2 separate regions of the Mus musculus genome follow, and region 1 is linked to region 2. Evidence: chromatin contacts called from public promoter capture Hi-C data. All regions are on one chromosome and are shown on one strand. Each heading gives the region's core, a stretch centred on a gene start, on an enhancer-like site or on the middle of the called end of the contact. The rest is flanking DNA. Distances are from core to core; before and after follow the strand shown.

Region 1 (6,410 bases), core at 2,641-5,140, 170 kb before region 2:
GTCCTTTAACCTTTACATGTGCATTGTAGCCTACACACTGTAGCAGGTATATGGCCCCTCCCCCGAATAAATACATATAACAGATTTTAAAATACTTTTAGCATTTCTTTTAGACAAGTTTATTGTGTAGACTGGGCTTACCTCTGCTGGAATCAAAGGTGCATGCTACACCTTTTTTGCGTATGGTGTGTGTGTGTGTGTGTGTGTGTGTGTGTGTGTGTGTGTATGTTGCATTGCATGTAGAGGTCAGTGGACAACCTTGGGTTTGAGTCAGGGCTCTGTTGTTGTCCGTTATCTGTAAAGCAGGGTAGCTGGCCTGCCGGCTTACAGGGGCTCTCTCCTGTCTCTACGTCCCATTTCCCTGTAGAAGCCTTGGGATTACAGCTACCATGCCTGGCTTCAAATGGGTCTGGAGACTTGAACTCGGCTCCTCAAACTCCTCACACTTCCCGGGCAAGTGTATCGCTCCCTGCGCTGTCTCCCCCAGCCCTCTTTAAGCATTGGTAATGGTCCCTCTCTTTCACACGTTCTTTTAACACAACGGACATTTATAGGCGCCTCCTCCAGGCCAGGAGCCAGAACCTTGTAGGGCATGGCACGGTGCCTTCCTCCTGAAGCCCCCAGGCTTTGTAGGGAAATCAGGCTTTGGAGCAGTTAGCTGTACTCTGCAGTGGGGTGCCCGGTAGGGCATCCTGACAGGCTAATCAGAGCCGAGGTGGGGCCTGGGGGAAGGATTCCGGTTTATCCAAGAATGAGGGGAGCTTACAATGCAAGAGAGGCCTAGGGGGAAGGTTGGCTTGGTGAGGGTGGGAACTCAGGACAGAAGGCTGTCCCTTCCCACAATTGGCCTCTAGCCAAGGCCCCTAGAAAGGCTGGCATCTTCCAAGGAGGTGGAGCTTCGAGGGGCTCCCAGTGGGGGTGGGGCAGTGATGGTGACCTCCTTCGGTCTCTGCCCCTTCGCATCGTCTCCCTTTCAGTGTGTGCCTGAGGTATTGTTCCTCTTTTGTAAAGAGGGGGATCGGGTAACAAAGCCGGGTGGGTGGGCAGGCAGCCCAAGGGGCCTCTTCTCTTCCCTCCCCCTGAAGCATCTGCACTGAGGGGTAGGCACACATACACCTCTGGCTTCCCAGGAGCTGGCTGTTGCCATAGTGACAGGCAGGCCTTGCATCCCACTGGCCCCTGGAGTTGCCCTTCCCACTATGGCTGCCAAAGTTAGGGGCCCCCAACTCTTTTGCATCCTGGAGTGGGAGGCAGGGACATACAAAATAGAACTCCTGGCTAGTCTCTGCCTCCTAGCTGGCTTTGAGGAAAGGGACAACTTTCCTTAAAGAGAGCTCCAGCCACTGGGACAGATGCTCAGGAAGCAAGGCTAAGCCTTGAGATCAGAAATAAGTGCTCCCTCACCCGGGTGTCTGGTGTGGCTGTTAGTGTTCTGCAAAAAGGAAGGGAAAGATAGCAGAAGGCTTATAGGATAGGTAAGGACACTGGGGGACCCAAAGCAGAGCCTGCCCCTGAGTCTACTATGATCGATGGAATAAGAGAAAGGTCTTGGGGTATTTGAAAAAAAAAAAAAAAAAAAAAACCTTAAAGAATGGAGAAGTGAGGACCTAGGTTCATAAGGTGGGGGTTGGGGGGGGGTTGAGGTAGAACCCTCAGAGATCTTCTTGTCTCCTCTCCAGGAGTGTGATCAACAGGTGTGTATCACGCCACCTGGCTTCGTTTGTGGGTGCTGGGGATCCGAACTCACGACCTCATGTTTGCCCAAAAAGCACCTATCTGCCTAAGCCGTCTCCCCAGCCCCGAGTTTAGGATCGCGAAGCAAGACCCAACCTGGGGACTCGCAGGGGCTCAGTTTGGCGTGCAGGGCTGGCTGCATCTTCACAAAGCCTCTTCTCTCCAGTCTTTTCGGGGGGGGGGGGGCTGGGTGCATGCCAGTGACACATATGTTTTTCTTTGTCCCTGCCGAGCTGCAGCTTTCTGGGAGCCGAGAGACTAGGAAATGACCACCCCATTTTCTCACTGCGGCCATCAGCGCTGCCCTGGCTTCTTCCTGAATCCCGGCTCTAAATATAGCAGGAGGGTATTGGCCAAGCCGTGTATGTGTGTGTGTGTGTGTGTGTGTGTGTGTGTGTGTGTGTGTGTGTGTGTGTGTGTGTGTGTGTGTGTGTGTGTGTGTGTACGCGTGTGCGCGCATGTAACAGGCAACTTTTAGCAGGGAAACAATGTGCCTGCCAGTCCTGACACCGAGGAGGTGTGTGAGCCTGAGTAGTATAGCTTTCCCTTCAGACTTGTACCAGAGACTCCGGCTTTCCTGTAGGGCCACAGTAGAGGCTGAAATCATCACTGTGAAATACCTGGCTCAGGCACTTGGGAGGTGGAAGTAGGAGGGTGAGAAGTCCTTTGATACATAAGGAATGTGAGGCCAGCTTGGACAACATGAAATAGTCTGGAAAACAAACAAATGGGGAGTTTGAGAAATGGATCAGGAATTGAGATCACTGGTTGCTCCTCCAGAGGACCTAGGTTCGATTCCCAGCACCCACATGGAGGTTCACAACTCCAGTTCCAAAGCCTTCTTAGGGCCTCCAAGGGTACCAGGCACACACGTGGTGCACATACAGATAGACAAGCAAAGCACATTAATAAGAAAATTTAAAAATTTAAAGCAAAGCAAGGCAACAACAAAACAGACAAGTGGAGGAGCCGGAGAGATGGCTCAGTATAAAGGTAGTCACCCCATCCCAGTCATGATGACCCGAGTCAGGGGGCAGGTATCCCGTGATAGAAGAAGAGTACTGACTCCCCAAGTTGTCCTTGCTTGCATGCAGTTTCGTGCGTGTCACACACACACACACACACACACACACACACATGCACACACACGCACACACAGACAGACAAACGGCAGGATGTGTGTGTGTGTGATAAATATAATGAAAACAAAACAAAATCAGCTTGGGCTGGGCACGTGGCTTGTCTAGCCTGGGTTCCATCCCTAGAATGAACAGCAGAAAAAACTCATGTGGGGGGCTGGCAAGATGGCTCAGCGGGTAAGAGCACTGACTGCTCTTCCAAAGGTCCTGAGTTCAAATCCCAGCAACCACATGGTGGCTCACAACCATCCATAATAAGATCTGATGCCTTCTTCAGGAATGTCTGAAGACAGCTACAGTGAGTGTACTTACATATAATAAATTAATAAAAAAAAAACCAAAAAAACAAAAAAACAAAAAACAACCTCATGTGGTGGCAGCCCTTATGAGGCAGGAGGATCAGGAATTCAAGGTGAGCTTGAGGCCAGCCTGGGTTATATGAGACCCTGTCTCAAAAACAACAGGATCAACAAAAACACCCTTAAGGGAAGAAGAGAGGAGAGGGGGAACAAGCAACTCCCTAGCCTGGAGCTTGGAGAGCTTGGGATGGTCCCCTCCCACCTGGGAAGAAAAGGGCGCACTTGATGCGAGGGAGTACATTGGGAGGTGCGTTCCCGCGGACTGTCGAGTCTGCAAAGGAAGGGAAAGAAATGAGCAGAAGAGAAGAAAAGCTGACCCACAACGTTGCCCACACGCCTCCAGCGTGGCAGAGAGGCGCGGCACCTTTAAAGCGCGACGGGGGCGTGCCCTGAGGGACTGCCCCGCCCCTGGGCGTGTCCTCCTACTGACCACGCCCTCGGGGTGCCGAGCCGCGGCGGCTGGCGGCGGAGACCACGCCGGCTCTGGCTGGAGTGGCGGCGGCATCGGCGGCGGCGGCGACGGCGGTGGTAGCGGTTGTTCCTCCGAAGGCGCCACGCGCTCCGGGACACACGTGGGCGGCCGAGAGATGGCGCGGGAGCCGCGACGTGGCGCGCAGATCCCGGGACGCGGGATGGAGCGGTGCGAGTGAGCCCGAGCGGCCGCGCCGCGGGGCGATGGCCGTGCCACCGCTGCTCCGCGGGGCGCTGCTGCTGTGGCAGCTGCTGGCGACGGGCGGCGCGGCGCTGGAGATCGGCCGCTTCGATCCGGAGCGTGGCCGTGGCCCCGCACCGTGCCAAGCGATGGAGATCCCCATGTGCCGGGGCATTGGCTACAACCTGACCCGCATGCCCAACCTACTGGGCCACACGTCGCAGGGCGAGGCGGCGGCGCAGCTGGCCGAGTTCTCGCCCCTCGTGCAGTACGGCTGCCACAGCCACCTGCGCTTCTTCCTCTGCTCGCTCTACGCCCCAATGTGCACCGACCAGGTCTCCACTCCCATCCCAGCCTGCCGGCCCATGTGCGAGCAGGCTCGCCTGCGCTGCGCCCCCATCATGGAGCAATTCAATTTCGGCTGGCCCGACTCACTCGACTGTGCCCGGCTCCCCACGCGCAACGACCCGCACGCACTCTGTATGGAGGCACCCGAGAACGCTACAGCAGGCCCCACAGAACCCCACAAGGGCCTGGGCATGCTCCCTGTGGCACCTCGGCCCGCGAGGCCACCGGGAGATTCAGCCCCAGGTCCCGGCAGCGGTGGCACCTGCGACAACCCCGAGAAGTTCCAGTACGTGGAGAAGAGTCGCTCGTGCGCTCCGCGCTGCGGGCCAGGCGTCGAGGTGTTCTGGTCTCGGCGCGATAAGGACTTCGCGCTGGTTTGGATGGCTGTGTGGTCCGCGTTGTGTTTCTTCTCCACGGCCTTCACCGTGTTCACCTTCCTGCTGGAGCCTCACCGGTTCCAGTACCCAGAGCGCCCGATTATCTTCCTTTCTATGTGCTACAATGTCTACTCCTTGGCCTTCCTGATCAGAGCGGTGGCAGGTGCACAGAGTGTGGCATGCGACCAGGAGGCAGGGGCTCTGTATGTGATCCAGGAGGGTCTGGAAAACACAGGCTGCACCCTGGTCTTCCTGTTGCTCTATTATTTCGGGATGGCCAGCTCACTTTGGTGGGTGGTTTTGACTCTAACCTGGTTCCTGGCTGCAGGCAAAAAATGGGGCCACGAGGCCATCGAGGCTCACGGCAGCTACTTCCACATGGCAGCGTGGGGCCTGCCAGCACTCAAAACTATCGTGGTCCTGACTCTGCGCAAGGTGGCTGGCGATGAACTGACTGGGCTCTGCTATGTAGCCAGCATGGACCCGGCAGCCCTCACTGGCTTTGTGTTGGTACCCCTATCTTGCTACCTGGTACTGGGTACCAGTTTCCTCCTGACCGGTTTTGTGGCTCTCTTCCATATCCGCAAAATCATGAAGACGGGAGGCACCAATACGGAGAAGCTGGAGAAGCTGATGGTCAAAATCGGAGTCTTTTCCATCCTTTACACAGTGCCGGCCACCTGCGTCATTGTCTGCTACGTTTATGAACGCCTCAACATGGACTTCTGGCGGCTTCGGGCCACAGAGCAACCATGTACTGCTGCCACCGTGCCTGGAGGCCGGAGAGACTGCTCGCTGCCAGGGGGCTCGGTGCCCACTGTGGCTGTCTTCATGCTCAAAATCTTCATGTCCTTGGTGGTGGGCATCACCAGTGGAGTCTGGGTATGGAGTTCCAAGACTTTTCAGACTTGGCAGAGCCTGTGCTACCGAAAAATGGCAGCTGGCCGAGCCCGGGCCAAGGCCTGCCGAACCCCAGGGGGCTATGGCCGGGGTACCCACTGCCACTACAAAGCCCCCACGGTGGTCTTGCACATGACTAAGACAGACCCCTCTCTGGAGAACCCCACACACCTCTAGAACATAGGCTAGGCTGTGAGTTATGGTTGCTCCCTCCTTGCCCTCCCCTCCCCCCTTCAGAGACAGCTGACTAACAGCTGCCCAGCTGTCAAGGTCAGACAAGTGAGACACAGGGGGCTGAGGACTAGGGTGGGGACCCAGTAAAGCTCAGGGCCTTGACCTTCTGTCTCATGCAGGGAGTGGTCCTAGTCCACAGAGGGTCCCAGGATAAGAAGGGGCAGAAGGGGGCAGGGTCCAGTGCAGAGTTATTTAATGATGTAATTTATTGTGGCATTTCTCTGGAAGCTGTGACTGGAATAAACCCTCGTGTGGCACTGCTGTGTTCTATCTGGGCTGGAAAGAGGGAAGACAAGACAGGAGGGTGAGAAACTTCATAAGCAGAGCTGGGGGTGGGGGGCGGAGGCCATGAGATTCATCCTCTGACCCCTTGTCCAGGAGGAAGTTCCTCTGTGGGGGCATCGGTGGATTATAGGAGTCCTAGACTGCTGTGGGTGTGTGCGTGTGCGTGGTGTGTGTTTCTCTTCTCACCTGTCTCAAGTCTGAGATCTGTGCTTCTGAAGTGCAACAAGAACCTCCTCATGAATACCCAGGAACCCCTGGCTGTGACATGGCTCCTTCTAGTCCTAACAGTGTCATCTAGCCTGTTTAGAGAAACAGGTAAGCTCCCCCGCCCCTACCCACCCATACTTTGCTTTAGCAAATAAGGTCCGGGCTGGCAAGAGAG
Region 2 (6,460 bases), core at 2,522-5,021:
GGTTATGACCTTAGCTTTGCTTCGTGGTGGGAAGGGAGTAAGGGGACTAACAGGGTGGGCTGAGGTAATGGAGGACACAAGAAAGGTTATCCACAGGCAGGACTTTCATCGTCATGGGGCCGTGGTGCTGCATGCCTTTAATCCCAGCACTCGGGAGGCAGAGAGGCAGGAGGCTCTCTCTGAGTTTGAAGCCAGCCTGGTCTATATGGAAAGTTAGGGAGTTCTTGGCCAGCTAACAAGACTGTATCTGAAAACAAATAGGGCTGGCGAGATGGCTCCGAGGTTAAGAGCTGGCTGCTCTTCTAGAGGACTCGGGTTCGGCTCCCAGCACCCACGTGGCAGCTCACAACTGTCTCTAGCTCTTGTTTACAGCAGCTGAGGTACACACATACACACAGGCAAAATGTATATACTAAAAGTAGTTATGGAGCTGGAGAGATGGCTCAGTGGTTAAGAGCATCGACTGCTCTTCCAGAGGTCCTGAGTTCAATCCCCAGCAACCACATGGTGGCTCACAACCATCTGTAATGGGATCTGACGCCCTCTTCTGATGTGTATCTGAAGACAGCAATATAAATAAAATAAATAAATCTTTTTAAAAATTTTAAAAAATAAAAATAAATGAATACTATATTTTGAACAATTGGAATGGTGCTATTCCTCCATGAAGCCCCCAAGCTTTTTGTTTTTTCTCACGTTTCTTTAATCTATATTTCCTCTGCTCAAAAATAATACACAAACAAGTATAAAACTTGTGGAGTGGGACATACTGGCCTACACCTGTAATGCCAGAATCCAGAGGGAAAGGCTTGGCTATGTGATGAGATCCTGTGTATAAAATAAAATAAAACTAAGACTGAAATCTAACACAGTGGTAGGGCCCCTGCCTAGAATCCCCCAGTGAGGAGTGAGGGGTGTGGCTCAGTGGTAGAGCCCCTGCCTAGAATCCCCAGTGAGGGGCTGGGGGCGTGGCTCAGTGGTAGAGCCCCTGCCTAGAATCCCCCAGTGAGGATCGAGGGGCGTGGCTCAACAGTAGAGTACTTGCTTTGTATGGGTAAGTCCTCTGTTTCTATTCCTACCGCCTCAAATTTTAAAAACTGGAGCTAGGGTGGGGATAAAAGGGAGTCGGTTAAACAGAAACTAAGGTGAACGAGTCAGACAGAAGCCATCAGAACGGACTAAGGGGCTAGCCAGTCACCTCAGAAGTGAGAGCTGAGGTGATCCTCAGATCAAGGCAGCATCTGTCTGTGTTGACTTCTGAATGAAGAGAGGTCACACTCTTCCAGGAGGCCAGAGAGAATCGGGACAAAGGGCAGGCACAAAGGGCATCCTGGGAAATGGGGCAGGAGAAGCAGAAGTATCTTTCTAGGATAGACATGGAGCTCTGGAGAAAAGCATGGAAGGTCTGGTGATCTTTTTTAAAAAACAGAAAAGAAAAAGAAAAAGAAAAGACATATTTATTGCTAGAGATGGTGGTGTACGCCTTTAGCCCCAGCACTCAGGAGACAGAGGCAGGCAGATCTCTGTGAGATCCAAGCTAGCCTGGTCTACAGAGTGAATTCCAGCCAGAGTGAATTCAACCCACAGCCATGGTGACACAGGAAGCTGGGAGAGGGCATTAGATCCCCCATGGAACTGAAATTACAGGCAGCTATGAGCCACCATGTGGATTCTGGGTCCCAAACCCTGGTCCTCTGCAAGAGTAGCAAATGCTCTTAATTGCTGAGCAATCTCTTCTGTCTCTAGGACTTGAGAGGGGGAAGGAGGAGGAATAAACAGAAAGGCAGGACCCTCCCTGTCATCTCCCTCACAGCTAAGGAGGAAGGTTAGTAGCCCAGCGTAGGAAGGGCCAAGGGAGAGGCAGACAGGAGTTCCCTAAAATGCTCCCAGAAATAAATAGCCAGCTTGGAAAAAGCAGACTAGGGCGCTCAGAGATGGACTATGGATGACAGTCAAGGGAGAACAGAATGGCAAACTCACAGGAAAGGATAGGCAGGAGCCCGCACTGGGAGGCAGAGACAGCTTCCAGAGGTAGGGTCCTTTCATATGAGTGGATTTCAGTTATGGCTAAGTTAGAGCAGATATGGTGGTGCGCACATGTCATCTTAACACTTGGGAGCTAAGGCAGGAGGATAAAGCTGGATTAGAGACAGCCTTATTGAGCTCTCTTGGTCCCTATGCCTTGACTTACAATCTTCTCCAGAACTCCTATTCAGCCTTTGAAACCCCATTCAGTTGTCACCTCTTCACATAAGTCTTTATGATTGGCTGGAACCAGTCATGTGCCTTCATAGTGGGGAGTGAGTGAGTGTGTGTGTGTGTGTGTGTGTGTGTGGTGTGTGTGTGTGTGTACAGGGAACACATTCATTATATATGTGTACGTGGCAGGGGGAAGATGCACATGGAAACAAAGGTCAACACCCAGCTGTTGTGACTGCTTTTGTTTGTTGGTTTGGTTTTAGACAGGGCCTGGACCTCATAGATCAGGCTAGGCTGGCTGACCATGGAACCCCGGGAGTCCAGCTACCTCTGCAGTACTGTGAGTAAGAACCTGAACAACCATGCTTGTTGGTTGGTTGGTTGTTGTTGTTTTGTTTTTCCCAGACAGGGTTTCTCTGTGTAGCCCTGGCTGTCCTGGAGCTCACTCTGTAGACCAGGCTGGCCTCGCACTCAGAAATCTGCCTGCCTCTGCCTCCTGAGTGCTGGGATTAAAGGCGTGCACCATCACGCCCGGTTTGTCTGGCTTCTTACCTGTGTTCTAGGACTTGAACTCGGATCCTCCTTGTGGTATGACAAACATTTCACATCTCTCTTGCTCCTACCATCTGTATTTTTGGGACAGAGCCTTTCTATAAAGCCCAGACTGGTATCAAAATCTAGATAATCCCCCTGCCTCAGTCATCATAGTGCTGGGATTATGCCACGTCTGCCTCTGCCATTCTGTGTTGCACTAAATGAGATTGTGCCTTAGCCTGTGGACTCCTTGTAGATGGGGAACAAGGATTGTCAATCAGAGTAATAGGACTTCAGGAACGTGATGTCATCTTTTGAGATTTTTAAAATCTGTTTTATTTTGTAAATTACCTTTTATTAATTTATTTTCTTGGTGGTGTTGGGGATGGAATATAGGGCATTGTAAACACACAGACTATGGCTAAGCGCCACTAACACTCTGTGACGCCTCGGTATCTCTAAAGTAACAGAAACTCAGGAAGTTAGTTACATATTCACCTGCCCTGCCCCAAAGGCACTCAGCATTCGCTATCTCAACGTTCATGGTGCTTCAAATCCCCCATTTCACAGATGAAAAAAACTGAGGCACAGAGGATATGAATGACGTGACCAAGTTAGCAGCCAGACAGGGGCTTTGGCGCCCAGCCCAACTCAGAGAGCTGTAGGTATCCAAAGAGGGGGATGTGAAAGAACCTTGCAAACTGTAGGCTCCTGGGGTGGGAGGGTCCGCGGTGAAGCGTGGCAGGATGAAGGGGCGAGATGAGAGGATATTTGGATTTCGAGACATAGGTGGGAGGATGGACTTCGGGAGAGAGCCCGCTTTGAGCGACAGGTTTGCTATGGCTCGGGAACACCCCGGCGGGAGATCTCCGGGTGCGGCCCGCCCCCTATCTGCCCCACCCCCAGTCTGGCCAGCCGCGGCGGCTGCCCCTTTAAGAGCGGTCAAGGCGCCCCCTGGTGGCAGAACGCGGCCAGCGCAGCGCGCGGCCGGAGCTGGAGCTGGAGCCGGAGCCCGGAGCCCGGAGCGGAGCCGGAGCGGAGCCGGGGCGGAGCGGGGCCGATCGGGCCGAGCCAGCAGCCGAGCTGGGGGCGCGGGCGGGCGGTATGTACCGGGCCCGGGCGGCGCGGGCGGGGCCGGAGCCCGGCAGCCCGGGGCGCTTTGGGATCCTCAGCACCGGGCAGCTCCGGGATCTGCTTCAAGATGAGCCCAAGCTGGACCGGATCGTGCGGCTCAGCAGGAAGGTAACGCGGGGGGCGCGGGCAGGAGGAGGGTGTGGGGGGATGGAGAGGTCGGGCTGCGGCCTGCGGGGACCCGGAGACCCAGCCAGCGGAGGCCACCCCCCTGGAGCTGCCAGGCCTCGGGATCATGGGAGCCTGGCACGTCCGAGTGGGCCCCGCGGAGCCGCCCCCGGGGGATGGGGGGCGCCCCGATCCAGCCTGGGGCGAGTGGTGCGGAAGGGGGGCGCCCGGGGATGCACCCGTGCACCCCGGGATGGCCGCGAGGCGTGCCCTCCCGAGGATGCTCCGGGGAGGTGTGTTCTGGGGGGCGGGAGGTGGAGGGTGAGCTGTGTTGTGGGGGGCCCTGGCTCAGCACACCCACGTTCTGTAGGGCCAGAAAGGGGAGGCGCCTTGTTTGGGGGGGGAGAACTGAAGGCCTGCTTGACACCTGGGGTGGGGAGGATAGCTGGGAAAATGGGGGGGGGGTAGTAATGCATTAGATGGGGAGGGGGCTTTGTGTCTGCCATTGGGTATGGGTCTTTGAATACAGAGGCTTGTATTCTGTAGGCCACCATAAGAGAAAGTTGTATATTTCACGGGAGACATAGGCCCGGGCTGGTTGTCTGTCGGGAGGGGGGTACAGAAAGAGAAAGTGTGTGTTACAAGGAGCCAGACGAGGAGGGGCTTGTGCATGGATCAGGGGACAGATGGAGGGAGCGCATTCTCCAGGGGCGGGGAGCTAGGCTTGGCCCTCCTAGAAACAGGCTCAAACAGCCGTCTTCAGGGCCCCAGTGCTGCCTTCTGCTAGGTGAGCAGCTAGCAGGGGCAGGGGACCACAGAAGCAAAGGGGGTGTGTGTTGTGTTCGCGGGGGCGTGTGGGGTTCCACTAGAGGGCCAACAAGGGGGTAGAAGAGATGAGAGGGTGACCTGAGTGGGGGTTGCTGGGAAGGTTCGGGGTGAAAACATCACTCCCCCAAGAGTCAGAACAGGGGGTGGGGATGCTTTCCACACAAACACCTGAGGAGGAAGCGAGACAAAGGCCTGGTATGAGAGGCAAGCTGTCCAAGCGGAGAAAATGGGACAGAGGAGGGAGGGGGGAGCCCTCCGGGACCTAAGCAGACATATTAATTGAAAAATTAAAAATTAACTAACATTTGTAGAGGCCTTCATAGTTTGGTTCACTTAAGTCTCACAACAGCTCGGTGAGCTAGGCGGGTTTTTTGTTTTGTTTTGTTTTGTTTATGTTTTGTTTTGTTTTTAATTGTAGTAGAAACTGGGGCCCAAAGAAAAGATGCAAGGCAAAGCCTGGTCCCTCCACCTGTTGGTCCTGTCACCCTTGCAGGTTGGGGGCTCCGGGGTGCCTTTGGCCAGGCCTGTGGTGGGTGTTGTGCAAGGGTGGACTTCAGGTGACCCTGGGCAGTCTGAGCCCAGGCCTCTTAGCTCTCGTCCACCGCAGTTCCAGGGTCTGCAGCTGGAACGGGATGCCTGCTTGGCCTCTAACTACGCGCTGGCCAAGGAGAACCTGGCCTTGCGGCCCCGCCTGGAGATGGGTCGGACAGCCCTGGCCATCAAGTACCAAGAGCTTCGAGAGGTGGCTGAGAACTGCGCAGACAAACTGCAGAGACTGGGTGAGGGGCGGCCCAGGAGACCTGCTTGGGGCGGGGTTGGCCTTAATTCGTGCCAAGTTCTTAAGGGTGGGACTGGGACACACCTACTCCTGGACAAAGTGTGAAGGGAGTTGGTTTTGGCCTCCTGGAAGAGTGAGGTGTTGACCTGTGGAGGAAGCAGGCATGGAGAACTGGGCTGGGTCCCCCATTGTGTGTAATCCCAGGATTTGGGAGGCAGAGGCAGGAGGATCACAAAACTTCAAGACCAGCCCTAGGTTATGTAGGAGGTCTTGATCAGACTGCTCTGTGTCTTGAGGGGAGACTCTGCATCAAAACAAAAACAAACGGTTGTGTTGAAGAGACCCTGGGCAGTAGAAGAAAGGAGACCCAAGCCAGGCATGGTGACATATGCATATAGTCCCACCACTTGGGAGGCAGACACCGGAGGATCAGTAGTTCAAGGCCAGCCTTGGCTAGAGTGAGTTTGAGGCCAGCCTGGGCTACCCAAGACCCTATCTCAAAAACAAAAACAAAAACGAAAAACAAACCAAAAGCCAACAACAAAATCTCATCAAGGCTGAGGATGGTTCACTAAGTAATGACACTAGGTGGCAAGCTTGAGTTTGCTTCCCAGGACCTACAAGGTGGAAGGGGAAAAGACCAGCGCCTAGAAATTGACCTCTGACCTCTACAACTCTTGAGTGGTATGTGTGTGCCCACCCACATACACACAAGAACACAAAGTAAAAATGTTATTTAAAACAGTTTAAAAAAAACCTAACATCAAAAGGCTGGAGAGATGGCTCCGCATTTGAAGGCACTGACTGCCTCCAGAGGACCTGGGTTCAAACCCCCAGACCCACAGAACAGCTCACAGCTGTCTGTAATGCCAGGCTCTGACA

Evidence for each region. Capture Hi-C pulls out chosen DNA fragments and counts their contacts.
Region 1: a promoter capture Hi-C map of liver shows a contact between it and region 2. The contact joins the promoter of Fzd9 here to the promoter of Vps37d in region 2. A contact is called at or near these places in 7 of 39 promoter capture datasets (the 3T3-L1 cell line, cranial neural crest, embryonic stem cells and 4 more), 1 of 484 Hi-C or Micro-C datasets (nephron progenitors), 5 of 115 datasets of contacts at active chromatin or transcription factors (the 230-238 cell line, bone marrow-derived macrophages, embryonic stem cells and 2 more) and 3 of 9 other capture datasets (adipose tissue, liver and pancreatic islet).

Annotation. Positions count from the first base shown.
Region 1 is chr5:135,248,527-135,254,936 of GRCm38.p6, reverse strand. Fzd9 (frizzled class receptor 9) reads left to right here and starts at 3,890. Exons shown (of 1, transcript NM_010246.1): 1 at 3,890-5,999. The coding sequence starts at 3,908. The coding sequence ends at 5,686.
Region 2 is chr5:135,075,577-135,082,036 of GRCm38.p6, reverse strand. Vps37d (vacuolar protein sorting 37D) reads left to right here and starts at 3,771. Exons shown (of 4, transcript NM_001199677.1): 1 at 3,771-3,975; 2 at 5,408-5,579. The coding sequence starts at 3,838.